Linked DNA regions of Mus musculus: region 1 is linked to region 2. The links are chromatin contacts, called in public promoter capture Hi-C maps. All regions are on one chromosome and are shown on one strand. Each heading gives the region's core, a stretch centred on a gene start, on an enhancer-like site or on the middle of the called end of the contact. The rest is flanking DNA. Distances are from core to core; before and after follow the strand shown.

The links. Promoter capture Hi-C pulls out the DNA fragments that hold promoters and counts their contacts.
Region 1: a contact with region 2 is called in a promoter capture Hi-C map of cranial neural crest. The contact joins the promoter of S1pr3 here to the enhancer-like site in region 2. A contact is called at or near these places in 10 of 39 promoter capture datasets (the 3T3-L1 cell line, cancer-associated fibroblasts, cranial neural crest and 6 more), 15 of 484 Hi-C or Micro-C datasets (the 3T3-L1 cell line, the STO cell line, embryonic fibroblasts and 5 more), 4 of 115 datasets of contacts at active chromatin or transcription factors (craniofacial prominence, embryonic stem cells and large pre-B cells) and 2 of 9 other capture datasets (adipose tissue and embryonic stem cells).

Annotation. Positions count from the first base shown.
Region 1 is chr13:51,406,454-51,413,255 of GRCm38.p6, reverse strand. S1pr3 (sphingosine-1-phosphate receptor 3) reads right to left here and starts at 4,638. Exons shown (of 2, transcript NM_010101.4): 1 at 4,311-4,638. The region is part of intron 1 of Gm32834 (a long non-coding RNA gene); the gene reads left to right.
Region 2 is chr13:51,353,731-51,360,452 of GRCm38.p6, reverse strand. It overlaps Gm46414 (a long non-coding RNA gene), which reads right to left. Exons shown (of 5, transcript XR_001780947.2): 3 at 4,606-4,745. Among named protein-coding and RNA genes, the nearest start is that of S1pr3, 52 kb to the left of the region's middle. Within about 2 kb of position 5,077, at least 10 of the 459 cell types and tissues checked have an H3K27ac peak or open chromatin away from gene starts, as enhancers often do. A contact at or near this core is called in craniofacial prominence and second pharyngeal arch cranial neural crest, where this site is marked.

The DNA.
Region 1 (6,802 bases), core at 3,389-5,888, 53 kb before region 2:
AGGAATGAAGTCTGGCAACGACATTGTAAGTTGGACTGCTGATCCATTTCCTTTGGAACAGAAGGGAGCTATGGGTAGGGGAGATGGCTCAGACAGCAAAGCCCTTCTGTAGACCCTGAGAGCCTAGGTTTGAATTCCCAGGTGGCATGTAAAGCCAGGCATGCCAGTAAACTTCTGTAATCCCTGCACTCCCACACAATATGGGAGGCAGAGGCAGAAGGATGCCCAGATTTGCCAGAGGCTGGGCCAGCTACCCTGGTGTACAACACAATGACTAACAAAGGAAACCCTGTCTCAAACAAAGGCAAGGACTGATTCCTGAGGTTGTCTTCTAACCTCCATACACGTGCCAATCTACATAAGCAGCTGCATTCCCATACACGCATGCACACACACACGTGCCCCTTACTCAAACAAATGTATATGCACGCACACATACACACAGAGAGAAGTGCCCCTAACACACACACACACACACACACATACAATTTTTTAAAAAAGAAGTCTAATGTTGAGATTGTGGCCACACAGAGACTAGTTTATGTGTCTTCCAAAATCTGAGGCATGTTCTGGGGACAGATAGGTCCCACTGAGCTCTAGAGTGGAGGGCTCCCTCAGCAGTACTGGTCTCTTCAGCACAGGTTTGTAGGCAGCCCCTTGCCGGTGTTCATCAGTACCCCCAAGGTTTGGTTAGCAAGCACTCTGACACCCCCAGCAGACCCCTCCTCCCTTCTCCTGCACCGCTCTGATCTGATGGGGATTGGACTGGAGTCCTCAGGCACTCTGCATTTAATGGGAGCCACTGTTCACATCCGAGCTGCCCTCCCCCACCCCCTGTCCCCATCCCCCATCACCTGAAACTTCTCACTTTGGCCTCACCACACTGGGATCGCACAGCTTTCCTTGAAACAATCTGACACCAAACATATTTTCTTTTTGCCAAGAAGGAAGGAGAGCCCTTGACCAAATGGCTCAGTGGTGGGTGACCCTACACGAGAACCCGCCAATATTAGGCATGCCTGCCCTCCCCCGATCCAAAAGCAGCGTCCCTTGGGGAAAAGCGAGCCTGGGAGAGGGGTCCGATAGATTCCAGATGTGCCTTCTACACTAGCGACTCACTTTCTCCATATGTTGGTTTAAAGAGTAAACAAACTATAAAAAGAAGGAAAAGGAGGGAAAATATCTCTGCTATCTAGTGTGCCCCCTCCTTCTCCCTCCCCTTCCCTCTCTCCCCCTCTCCTCTTTTTTATTTTCCTCCTTGCCTCTTTCTCAAAAATCTCAGAGAAAAAGACATCTCTCTTCGTTAGAGGAAGGACTCCTTCCAGAGACGTCAATGACCTCATTCTCTGAATCGAATTAAAGCATCCAGTTTTTGACAGTGAGCAACGTTTCTTGGAAAGCTGGAGGGTTTTTTTTTGGTTTTTTTTTTTTTTTTTGGGGTTTTTTTTTTTTTTTCATTTAAAAGAACCAAGAAATGATATAACCAGAGGGCCAGTCCATGGCTCCCACTCCTGGAGAGTTCCTTTGCTCCTGAGTCCTCTCACTCAGCTTTTCTGTCTAGACCTCACTCTGCCTCCAGAGACTGTTCAGGGCAGAAGGAAGGCTTCACTCACACAGCCCCCCACACTGGGCATGCTGAGCTAGGGTCATCAGTGGAGCACCCTGTGAGACGAAGGTTGCAGATGAAAGCCGGGGAAGGCTCCCCGTTTCTCCTCCTTTCCTTCCTTCAGGCATGGACACGAGTGCCTCTGCCTGGTGGGGCTTTCCATGTCCTGCTGTCTGCCGAACATGTCCTTCTCATTAGCAAACAAGACGATATACAAATCTGGATGTGGTCCAAGAAACCCCAGATATGGAGGTTATATCCCAAGAACACTGGGTGCCCTGTGAACATCTTGCACGTCAGACTTGTCTGTAGAAAGGCATCGAATCGTGGATGCAAGATCTAATTTTGTTTTATATTTGTCTTCCCCTTTGCCTGCTGGTCAGGCTTCTCAAATTCTCCCTGTTCCCGGCAATGACAGGGGACCAACTTACTGCCAAGCTTTCCAGAAAAAGAATGTGGATTTGTGGAAATCACTTCCATCAGGAAGTTAATGATATGTGCAAGCATGAGGTGTCTTGCTGGGGAAGTCCATCCTGGTCACTTCATGTCACATCTAGCCCCACGATAGTGTGTGACTTCTGAATGCACACAGGGGGAAGCTGAGGTTCTTAGTGGCAGAGCCTGGGTAGGCTGGGTGTGAAGGATCTGCCCAGTCCATCCTTCAGGGATGAGGTTTTTATGAGTTGGCCTCTTGTCATAGGTCCCTTAACTAGGAGGTGCTAAGAGCCTCTTGGTTTCTTTACAGCCTAATTGCTTGTAGCTACTGGCATCCCAATACCAGCCTGGGAGCTCGGGTGGAATGTTTAGATAACTCTAAAAGATGGGGGGGAATAGAAGGATTAAGACCCGAGGGTCACAGTCAGCCTGCTGATCACCTCTTCCAAGCACTTGTGCGGAAGAAACAGATCCAAAATTGATCAACATGGAATCGTGAGGGTAGACGTGACGACAGGATTCAAGGAACCCCAACACCACTTCCCAGCTCACACAAACAGCTTGCTCAAGAGTGGCCTTCAGACTTTGATGGAAAAGGAGGGATTCAGCTACCACAAGGGGACCCCGGCGTTTTCAAAATTATGCCACACTCAAAATGTTTATTACTCTTGTAATAGAGATATATACCCACAAACTGTAGGCACTGAGGAAGAAATCTGTGTAACAAAGGATCATGCTTTCTAGAAAAGGGACCAGTCCCTGACTCATGGGAAGCAGGGTATCAGGTCAGTCAGTACGTAAAGCTTTGCAGGAAATGGGAGTTCCTTCATCCAAATATGGTAGAGAACCAGGAGGGTCTCGGTATGGTGTGTGTGTGTGTGTATGTGCATGTGCATGTGCATGCATGTGTGTGTGTGTGTGTTTGTATGTGTGTAGCTGTGTGTGTGTGTGTGTGTGTGTGTGTAAAGAGCAAATGGCTTCGGGGAAATGCTAAGTGGTTATGACGTCAATCTCCCCAAATGCCAGTGGGGGCTTCCTAAGGGCAAGCTCTGATGTATGTGGGCAGACTGACACTGACCAGATGAGAGCATCTGCCAGTCTGCTGATGGAAAGATCTGATGTGAAGGTATATGGCCACACAATACTCCCCCAAGCACTGAGCTCTGCACCCCCTTAAGAAGCTTACAGATCTAGATTCCTCCACAGCTACCCAAACAGAGCGCCTGCGCACAGGCACACACACCACCACCACCACCACCACCACCACCACCACCACCACCACCACCACCACCACCACCACCACCTCAACCAAACAGCCCTGACCACAGCCACAACTTGCCAGGCCTTTACCTGAGGTATGCAACCCCTTGCTCCACTTTCTAGGAATTATATTCTCTTGGCCCTCCCTGTCTGCTTGGTTTTCGTCTATAAAGGATGGAACTTTGAATAGATACATTTTTGTAGGTGGTGATATGCAATACCAGAGACTTCTGGCTGCAGACCTTAGAATGAGTGACTCTGGAGGCTTTGGAGGAGGGGGTGTCAAGAAGAAGAGGTGTTTGTTTAAAGCAAAGGATTCCCTTTAAACAGCTGACGAGAAACCCCCTTTTACATCAAATCTAAGGAACATGGTGTCAGGATTGTTAAAGGCTGGAGAGACAGGGACGCAGAGACCATGTACAGGCACATGGTTAATGGTCACCCTTCCCTTTCTTCTATTTCAGTTAAGAACATATGACACACCAATCTTCTCTCTCATTATCACTTTGCTGGCACCTTGTCTTCTAGCTCCAGGCCTGACACTCCTAATTGCCTAGTTTGAGAAGTGCTAAGAAAACTGGAATTTTGTCACTAATAAAACTTAAAAGAATCATTTGCTTTCTCCCAGAGGGAAAACCCACAGCCGTTCCCAGTGCCCAGGTTTTCTTCTCCTAAGATTGTCTAACTTCTTAATTAGCCAAGTAAAGCAAGAATCTTTCCCTTGGACAGCCTGCTCACTCTGCTCCGAGTTTACAAACACATTTAGAAAGCCCTGGTTGTTATTTAAAGGAACCCTATACCTCTCCACCAGCTCCAACAGGCGGTTATGTCCTGTTCTCCGGGATATGAACAGGAGGGGGTGGCCGAAGCGAGGCACTCGCGAGCCCAAGTCACTCTGGTGCCCCGACTTGGTTGAAATTTTATCCAAAAAGGGGGTTCGGGTGAACCCCCAGGCGCTCAACCCGCGACTCTGGTCTGTGCAACCCCGGGATCCGGTCCCGCCGCTCACCTCGTTCTGCAAGGCGCATCTGGGCTGGTTGCATGCTGCCGTGTCTCAGCTAAGACTCCCGTCTAGGGGCTCCTCCGGAGGTCGCTCGTGGCCTCAGGTTTCTCTCCCGCTAGGCTTGTCCAGCCACCTTGCTCAGCACCCGGACCTTGTCGCCTGCCCCTGAACTTGTTCTCCCAGACTCTGCCCCAGAGAATCCGAAGGCAAACTTTTGCCACTGCCCTCCGGGGCGGGGCCCAAACTCACCCCGCCTCCTGCCGCCCCTAACCCAAGCTTCAGAGCTTCGCGGGCTGGTCCCCAGATACGCCCTGGTTCCCAGCCACGTCCCCGCCTCGGGCTACGTCCCCGCCCAGTCTCTGGATTACTTCTCTGCATCCGCGCTGTCTGGACTCTGGGACTCGGGCTGGGGCTCTTCAACCCTCTGTATCCCTCTGCCCCTATTCCTCTGCCGATCATCTACCCCCACCCCCAAACCTATACTCTGACTCCAAGGTTCTGCGTCTATCCTGCTAATTTTAAGTGCTCCAGAACCCAGCAGCTGCAGATACCTAACCGGGTGCAGAACTGGGCTTGGGTAGATATCTACCTAAGTGTCCAGAAGGATTTGAGCGGATTCTTATTAATACTGTTACTCACCTTGAGGTGACCAGTGTTAACTATACTATCTTTAACCTGAAATCAACCGACTACCAGCTTGAGCTGGTAAGCTAAGCCCCCTGCCCCTTTGGACTCCTGCCCCTGCCCCCATCCCTTTCGGAGCTGAAGGCAGGGACCCCAGCCTCTTGTGCATTTCAGGTCCTGACTCCTGTGTCTTGTCTACCTTAGTTAACTGTACCCAGTCTACTCCTGCGCTCTGGGCAAGCCTCACCGGCCATGTGGGGAGAAATGAGAATCTTTGGGGGGAACCGCAGGCACAATTGTCAGTTACAAAGGAAATGCAAAAGATCTCCAGACCAGCTTGGGGAAGGAGAGGGGAGAGGAAGCAGACCGCAGCTAAATTCCCGAGCAGGCAGGGTTCCAGGTCCCTGCTACCTTTTCTCTGGGGCTTTCTTGCCTACAGAAGATGAATTTACCGCTTTCTTGGGATTCATCTGGCATGTAAAGGCAGCTCTTGGCCGGTCTTGGCCTTCTCTGTTGTCTGGTGAGACGCACAAGCCCTCCGGGTCACAGGAGCCAGGCTGCAGAGCTCCAGCTGCCTTGGCTGCTCAGTAGCAGCGCGATTCTCCTGAGCTCTGGTCCTACTGCCTAGCCTCCCAAATTTGCCTAGTGTCTTGGACACAGCTGGGGAAAGCTAGTTCTCTCCCCAAGTGCAGTGAGAATGGGCGTGTCTCTGTATACTTGACTCCTACAGCATCCAGTTAAAGAAAGCAGAGGTGGCCACAGTTGAAGATGCTTCTGTAGCTGTTTCTGCAGCCACTTCCTGAGGCCAGGGTAACAACAGTTTCTTGGTCGCTATGTCTAACCCCACAAAAAGGCCTGGTGCTCTAGCTGTTTCTCACTGTGTCACCATCACTGCCCCGGCTGCTGGAGGTGTGTTTTATACAGCATCTGTCTCTCCATTCCCCGGGTAAATGGTCCTCTGGATAGAAGAGGGTGACCCTGAGTCTCTCTATGACAGCTCCTCCAGCCTCAGACACCAGACTCCCACAGCCTGAGAGGTACCAGGGCTCTTACTGCTAATGACAGTCTTTCCTAAGAGTGATTCCACCCACAGCATCCCTGTGGTATCCCTGAAACCTGTCTTTCAATGAGGTTTCTTTTCCCTCCAAGTTTCCTAACCAGAAGCAGCCATCTTCCCAGTCCAGGCCTCCTTCTCCCTGTCTTGTTCCTTGTTGTGATGTCTGTTCTGATGGAGGCTCTAGCTCTCACTGCTGTGATGGAGGCCCCTCCCCTGTCTGCTGTGATGGAGACCTTTCTTCTGTGGACCATGCTAGTGACCTTACCCCTCCTGCTGTTCTGTATCTGGGCTTTAAAGCTCAGATACTCAGCTCTCAGTGGGTCTCTAGGTCCATAGAGCCCGCTACAGGCAGATTTCTCCAAATGCATCTTCCCTTGGGTGTTGCTGGCTGATGAGAGAAAAACCAACTCATAACCTCAGCAGGAACAGCAGAACGAGGGGATCCATGTTCTGCAACCATCCCCAGAAAGGACAGAATCAGACAGGTGTGTCAGAAAGTAAAAGTGTGTGAGCTAGCGAGCTGACCAATCACACAGTTCCGGCTAGAAACTAAGAAGCGGTTGGTTTTCCGTGGAGAGGTCAGCAGGTGCCTGATTATGCTTCCTCCCCTGGCCTGAGCCTTGGGGGACTTACATACTTCCTGAACACCATTCTCAGCATGCTTGTGAGAATGTTTGGGTGAGATAAACATCTGTCTGCTGCAGTATATGGCTGGCCAGCGTGCGGAGGCTTTGTCCGATCCCTGTGGGCATGAATAGACAGTTCAGAAGACCGAGGGCCAATCCCGGTAGTTAGAGAGTCCTCCCTGCTGGTTGTC
Region 2 (6,722 bases), core at 3,828-6,327:
TTCCCATAAGGGCCTCGGAGACTCTTTATTTTAAACAACTTTGTAGTTCCCATGTAGGAATAAAGGATGCCTGTATCTGAATGACTCGCTTCCCCCTTCCTGAAGGCTAATGTGCCACAGTCTGGGTTTCAGATGGCTCCACAGTCTGCAGTCACACAGCCCTCCTCTTAGGATGGCTTCGGATCTTTTCTAAGGACACAGACCAGATGGTTATAGCCCTTTAAACTTTCTGACTATGGACTGGTTCCTAGTGTCCAGGGTACATTATGAGAGATAAGCTACTCAGGAATGTAGTTCTGTGATTGACAGTCCAAGACTGTCACTCTGCTTGGAAACCCCATGGTGTAGGAGGCTGGACACAATGCCTGCAGTAGCCAATTCACCTTTTATTAGAAAGGGACACACACACACACACACACACACACACGCACACACACACACACACACACACACAGAGAGAGAGAGAGAGAGAGAGAGAGAGAGAGAGAGAGAGAGAGGTGTACAGTCATACTTGTGTGTTCTTATGAACATGGAGGCCAGAGGACAGCTTTGATTGTAATTCTTCAACTGCATTTAGTTTATTTTCTGTTTTTTGTTTGTTTGTTTGTTTGTTGATATGGGGTCTTTCACTGGCTTAAGACTCTAGAGTCTGCCTCCCTAGAGCTGGGATTCCAAGCTGTTGCGTCCTGCTCTTTATAAGGGGATAGAACTCGGCTCCTCTCCTCCATCTGAGATATCCAGCCTCAGAAGGGGACAATGCCAAGGCCTGATATGTTGCTGTCCTATTTACAGCCAGGTAGACAGGACCTGGAGGCACAAGACACTCTCTGGGTAGACCAGTTTCCTCCGCATCAAAGCAAGCAACTGCACCTACCTACCTTATGAACTGGCTGATGAATTTGGCCCAATGCTGGGTAGATGGAGTCTGAGGCCAGTCTACACAGTGATCTTCCCGTGAAGGTGCAGGTAGGTAAGAGTGAGCTTCTCACCGCTTCATTCCAGGTTAGATGAGGGTTACTCCGTGGGCCTGCTCAGAAAGTGAGCTTTTGGGCTCTGGAGGTGTGCTGGCAAGTCACAGCCCAGCCTCAATGGATCAGGTCTTCCCCAGGACCACCTGCACTGTCCCACAAAGCTCTTTATGTTTTCACGTGCTAGAAGCACCCCATTTCCATGTCTGCTTGCTGGCATGTGACACGGGGCTTCCTGGCACCCCATTTCCATGTCCATGTCAAAGTCCAGACACAGGGCTTTCTGGAGTAAATTTAGCCTTTTAAATGGCTTGTCATTTTTCTGCTTCTCCTTTATTGTGTTGACCTAAAGGTAATTTGAAGTTCCCATGAAGAGCACAGTGGTCTAGCCTGGTATGGTGGTGGAATGTTGTTCACATCTGCCACCCCCTTCTCTAAAGTTCAGACTTTTTACTGTAAACCAATCTACATCACTTGAAGGAACCCGAGCATGGGTCACTGTGTTCGTGTGCCTACACAGTTCCTGTAGGACCATTTACCTAAAAAGTTGGAATTTCTCCATCAAGGTGTGGTTGAAATACAGTCAACGGTCACTCAGCAAGACAGAGTGAGCACAAGACAGAGTGAGCACACATATTACTAGTCTCTCTACTAGGTGAGTGCAGCCCCTGGTCTGGGAGCCACACATGGCTAAAGATAGTTATGAATTTAGTTCAACACAAACTCATAAACTTATTTAAACACTGTAAATTTTTTCCTAATTTGATTGTTTGGAACTTAGTGAACATCCAGTTAAGTTGTCAAAAGTAATACAGGCCTTAGAGCAAACACATACACATGCTCACAAACAAGTGTACACACACACACACACACACACACACACACACACACACACACAAACACATAGTACACACACCCCTTTGGTTTACACCAGTGGTTCTCAACCTTCCTAATGCTGCAACCCTTTAATACAGTTCCTCATGCTGTGTTTATCCCCAACTAGAAAATCATTTTATTGCTATTTCATAACTGTAATTTTGCTACTGTTATGAATCATAATGTAAATATATGATGTATAGGATATCTGATATACAGCCCCTGTGAAAGGGTCATTCTATCCCAAAGGGGTTGTGGCCCACAGATTGAGAACTGCTGGTCTATTCTGTTACCAAAATAATACTGTCTTGATTATGCTAGGCTTCTTGTGAATCTAGAAATCGGTAGTAATTATCTTAGTGTTCCACGGTAGTTAGTTTGCTTGTTTGTTGAGACAGGGTTTTGCTCTATGGCCTAGCCTGACTTCAAACCCTTAATCTTCTTGCCTGAGTCATTCAGCAAGACAGAGTGTCTGAGTCTCCTAAAAGGTAGAATCAGGGGAGTGGGGAGCCAGGCCTGAAGCCCACCTTACTTTAAAAGGTTGTGTTGGCAATTGTAAGCGCTTTGCAACTCTGTATGAATGTAATTATCAAATTAAGGGGGTGGGGGGGAAGACCCTGCTGGTGGCTCAGTCCTGTGTGCATAGATTCAAACATTGCAGCTTTTAAAACTTTCTTCTCTGTCACTGCTCTTCGCTCAAGAAACTATCCAGCCGAGTGTTGACTGTGTGAAATAGGAACACAAAGCAAAGACTTAAGGAAAACCAACCATAAAGGCTTTAATTTTAAATCAATTCTTTGGTAGGCATATAATTTTAACATTTTGCTGAACGAAAAACAAATCTGCATAGTTATGGGATAGGTATGCTTGTCTCTCTTTACAGAGAGCATTAATTCGGGGCTGAAGGTCTGATCTAGCAGGGTGTAAATGCTTTAAAAAAATCTTTGTCATTTTTTAGAGTTGATCAGTATTTTGATTTCAGAATCATCAGTGTTGAGAATTCAGCTCTGTTGAAGGGCAAGCACTTTCACAAAACGGCAAATGTATGTTTAAGACCTCTCCAGAGACTGCTGTAAGTTTGTCCGGATCTCAAGTCAAAAATCATTTCACAATTTTTGGGGGAAGTCAACTCAGCAAGTCAGTTTCTGAAGTCAACTGTTCTGGCATCATTGAATGCAAAGCGAGATTATTCTGGTACTTGCTGGGAGCTGGTGGGAGGCCGCTGAGAGTCTCTGATGCTTCATTTCAAATCACTGTTTCCATAAGAACAGAGACCTCTGCACATACAGTACAAGCAGGTTCATGACAGTTGTGATGAGCCGTTTCATCTGTCAGGGACCAGGTGTAGAGAGTCCCAGTGAGGTATCTCCTGGATCGGGTTAGCCAGGGGGCATGTTTGTGTGTGTGTGGGTGGGGTTTGTCTTGCTTACTTTGATTGATATGGGAAAACCTAGCCCCTTGACTTCCCTATGAGGATGCTCTGTAACCTGGAGCTGTGACATCAAACTCAGGCTGTCAGGGTTGGTGGCAAGCACCTTCACTGGCCAAGCCCTCTCCACAGCCCCGTGCTTCATTTTCAACACTTTTGAATTTGTTGATTCAATGTTATGAAAGGTATATTTGTTTAAAGAAAGATTTAGGAGAAACTAAAATAATTCTTTCCAGTGTAGCCTCCCCCCCCCCCTTTTTTTAAACCACCAAACACACTCATTTCAGATACAGGGACAAAGAATCTTTGATTCTTTAAAAATTCCTCAAAGATGCTAAATGAAGCTAATGTCCTGTTCCGTGTTAAAAGAAGCAAATCTCCGAGTTCTAATTCCTTTTCGCTAGTTTGAAACCTTTGCTGTCTTTCAGACTCATGGTATTTTTTTTTCAAAGTCTTAAATCAGTAACTGTCACTGGACTTGCAGTGATCCTTACTGACCTTTGAACTATGTGAAAGTTCAGTTTTGAGGGCAGATGAGGAAGGAGAGGTCTGGTAGGCTGAAGACCGGCAATCTAGAAACATCCACTATCAAAAACGTAGCCACCTCTGGTGACCTTAATCATAGACAGGCCATAAAGTGTGTCATCAACCGACTTGCAAGTATATATTTATAAAAATTGATATATTTTGAAAGCCATACCGCTTCTCGGCCTTTTGGCTAAGATCAAGTGGGAAAGTCATTTTTATTTATTTTAATTATCATCTCAAGTGCATTTGGTTATTACTATGCTACCCATTTGTTTCAGACAAGAGTCTGACTCAGTGGCTCGGGCTGGCCTAGAAATCAAGCTCTTCCTGCCTCTGCCTCTCCAGTGATGGAACCCGTGTCACCACCAGACCCAGAGAAACAAGAATTTTTAGTGTTCTGTTACCAGTGATGGCTCGGTATAATATACCATCCACAAAGTTCTGCAAACAACAGCTAACAAGGCTTCTGGACATTTGCAAGGAAAAAGGATGCTGTGGATGTAACTCAGCCAAAGACCTCTCCTGAAGACATTGTGTGTGTGTGAGGACACTGTGAAGTGAAATAATATTGAGTGGCATCTACGAGTCTGAAGTCAAGTGTGGGAATGAAGTTCTTTGAAACGCTGTAGAAGAAGATTGCCTGACATGTGCAAGGTCCTGGACTCAATGCCCAGGGCCACAAAACAAACAAGCAGGCAGACACATGGATGGATAAATAGATAGATAGACAGACAGACAAACGTGTTAACATGTCTTCAAAAAGCTTTCTGCTCCTTCTAAAGGTGATTATTTCTGTACACGTACCTGGCATCTGCTGAACTCTGGAAGGGGGTTCAGGCTTCTATTTACTGGGATGTGCCTCTTATTGCATTGGAGAGGTGGTAGAGGAATCCTGCGGAGGGCTGCTATGGAGGCACAGGCATCTAGGAGCTTGCAAAGTACTCCTGCAGGGATAATTGAAACCAGATTCAGAGCAGTGTTTAGTACCAACCCACTGTTCTGGCTCTGACAAAGCCAAAGATGCAGGGAAGGTACTTTTCCTGAGTCTGTATTTGGATACATTCTCTGTTCTTTAGTGAACATTTTGGAAGGCAGTTTCAGCTTCCCAGGGTAAAATTGTCATCTGTGACAAACAGTGATACTCAGCCTTTTCATGAAGAATAGGGTTGACTTCTGCAGAACAACTGAAAATCAAAACAAACTAGGATGTCAGTGAAAATATCTCTCAGGCTGACCTCACACACGGGAGCAGCTTCTAGGGATGGATGCTTCCACTGAGTGGGAACTGTGAACCTCCCCTCTCTCGCCTTGCTGGTGCACTTCCCCCACCCCTGGCCCAGTATGTGAGTGTGTGTGTGCGCAGATGACACATTTGCCACCCAGGAGTGGGGACATGGGCTTGGATCTTTAACATGATGGGTTGGTTAACTCCAGGTTCAGCTGAGAGACCATGCCTCAGGAAACAAGATGGGAAGAGATTGGGGAAGTCATCCAACTTCAGCACAGTCAACACACACACACACACACACAGAGAGGGGGGGGGCTCACATGCCCTCTCTTTCATACACACACACCACTCCCTCTCCTCCATGAGGAATAGGGTATAAGTTTCTACATTTCATCGAGTTATTGGGTACTCACCTCTGATAAACTTTTATACATCTGTTGTTTTGGTTGGTTGGTTGGTTGGTTGTTTTGGTTTCCTGTTAATCTGTTGCTGGTTGATTTCTAACTCCTGTGGCTCAGAATAATGACTCTGAGATTCATCTACCTTGTAAATATCAGTAATGTGTTCCTCTTATTGGCTCAACAGTTGTTCCCAGTGAATGCAGCTTGACAGAAGGGCACAAAGGTAGACTGTTTCCAATGTCATCAATGCAATCAGAACTACAGTGCAGATTCTCATACAATTGTTTTTGCTTGTTTATTTAGATTAGGATTACTGATTGTCATCTAGTCCTCAACATTTTTAAAATTACGTGTGTGTATCTGTGTGTGGGTTTATGCACATGGGCATGGTGTCTGAAACCAGCAGAAGGAGTTGCATACTCCCCTGGAGGCAATTATGAATCTACCCTAGTGGATGCTGGGAATTGAATTCCAGTCCTCTGCAAAATCAACAAGTTCCTGGCATAAAGGTGACATGCACCTGTAATTCCTGAACTGGGGAGGCAGAGGCAGATCTCAGTGAGTTCAAAGCCAGCCTAAATTATAGGGTAAGACTCTATCTGAAGAAAAAGCAGCAAGTGCTCTTAGCCAACTGCAGCCCTAGCTCCGACATCTTTATAACCCTACATGTGCTAGCGGAAAACGGAATCAATCCTTACTTTAAAACAGTATATAGTACACGAAGGGCATTTATTGCAACAAGCCACGAATGAGTTCAGGTCCGTGGCTGTCATTGGGCCACCACACTTGTTACCAGAGGTGACACCACCCCAGTCACACCTCTGCTTCTGTTCCGTGCATTCTGTTGACTAGTGACACAACACAGAGTCTCCAATTAGTCATCTGTCCCTGCTTATTAATGCCATGAATTGTTCAGATTAGAGAAGCATTGTGAGCTTACTATGAAAACTCAAGAATGTGAAAGAAAGACTAAAAAGAAAACAGAAGCCCTTGAAAAAAGACAAAGAACTCATATGATGCTGTGTGACTTTTCCTGGAGAGACATGAAGAAACATTTACTGGCCCCAGATAGGGAACATAACACACACACACACAAACACACACACACCCCACAGAGCACTGTTGGGGGTTGACCTGGTGTTGTGTATGCAAACGCTAAATACTGGCTCCCAAGATCTGTTTGCCCCCTGACTAACAGACCCTCCTGTAGACAAGCAGATCTTCATGTACACCGAGTAATGCTATGTAAATTGCTCTCCAGTTCAAAGCTATTGGCTAAATAAAAGTGGCCA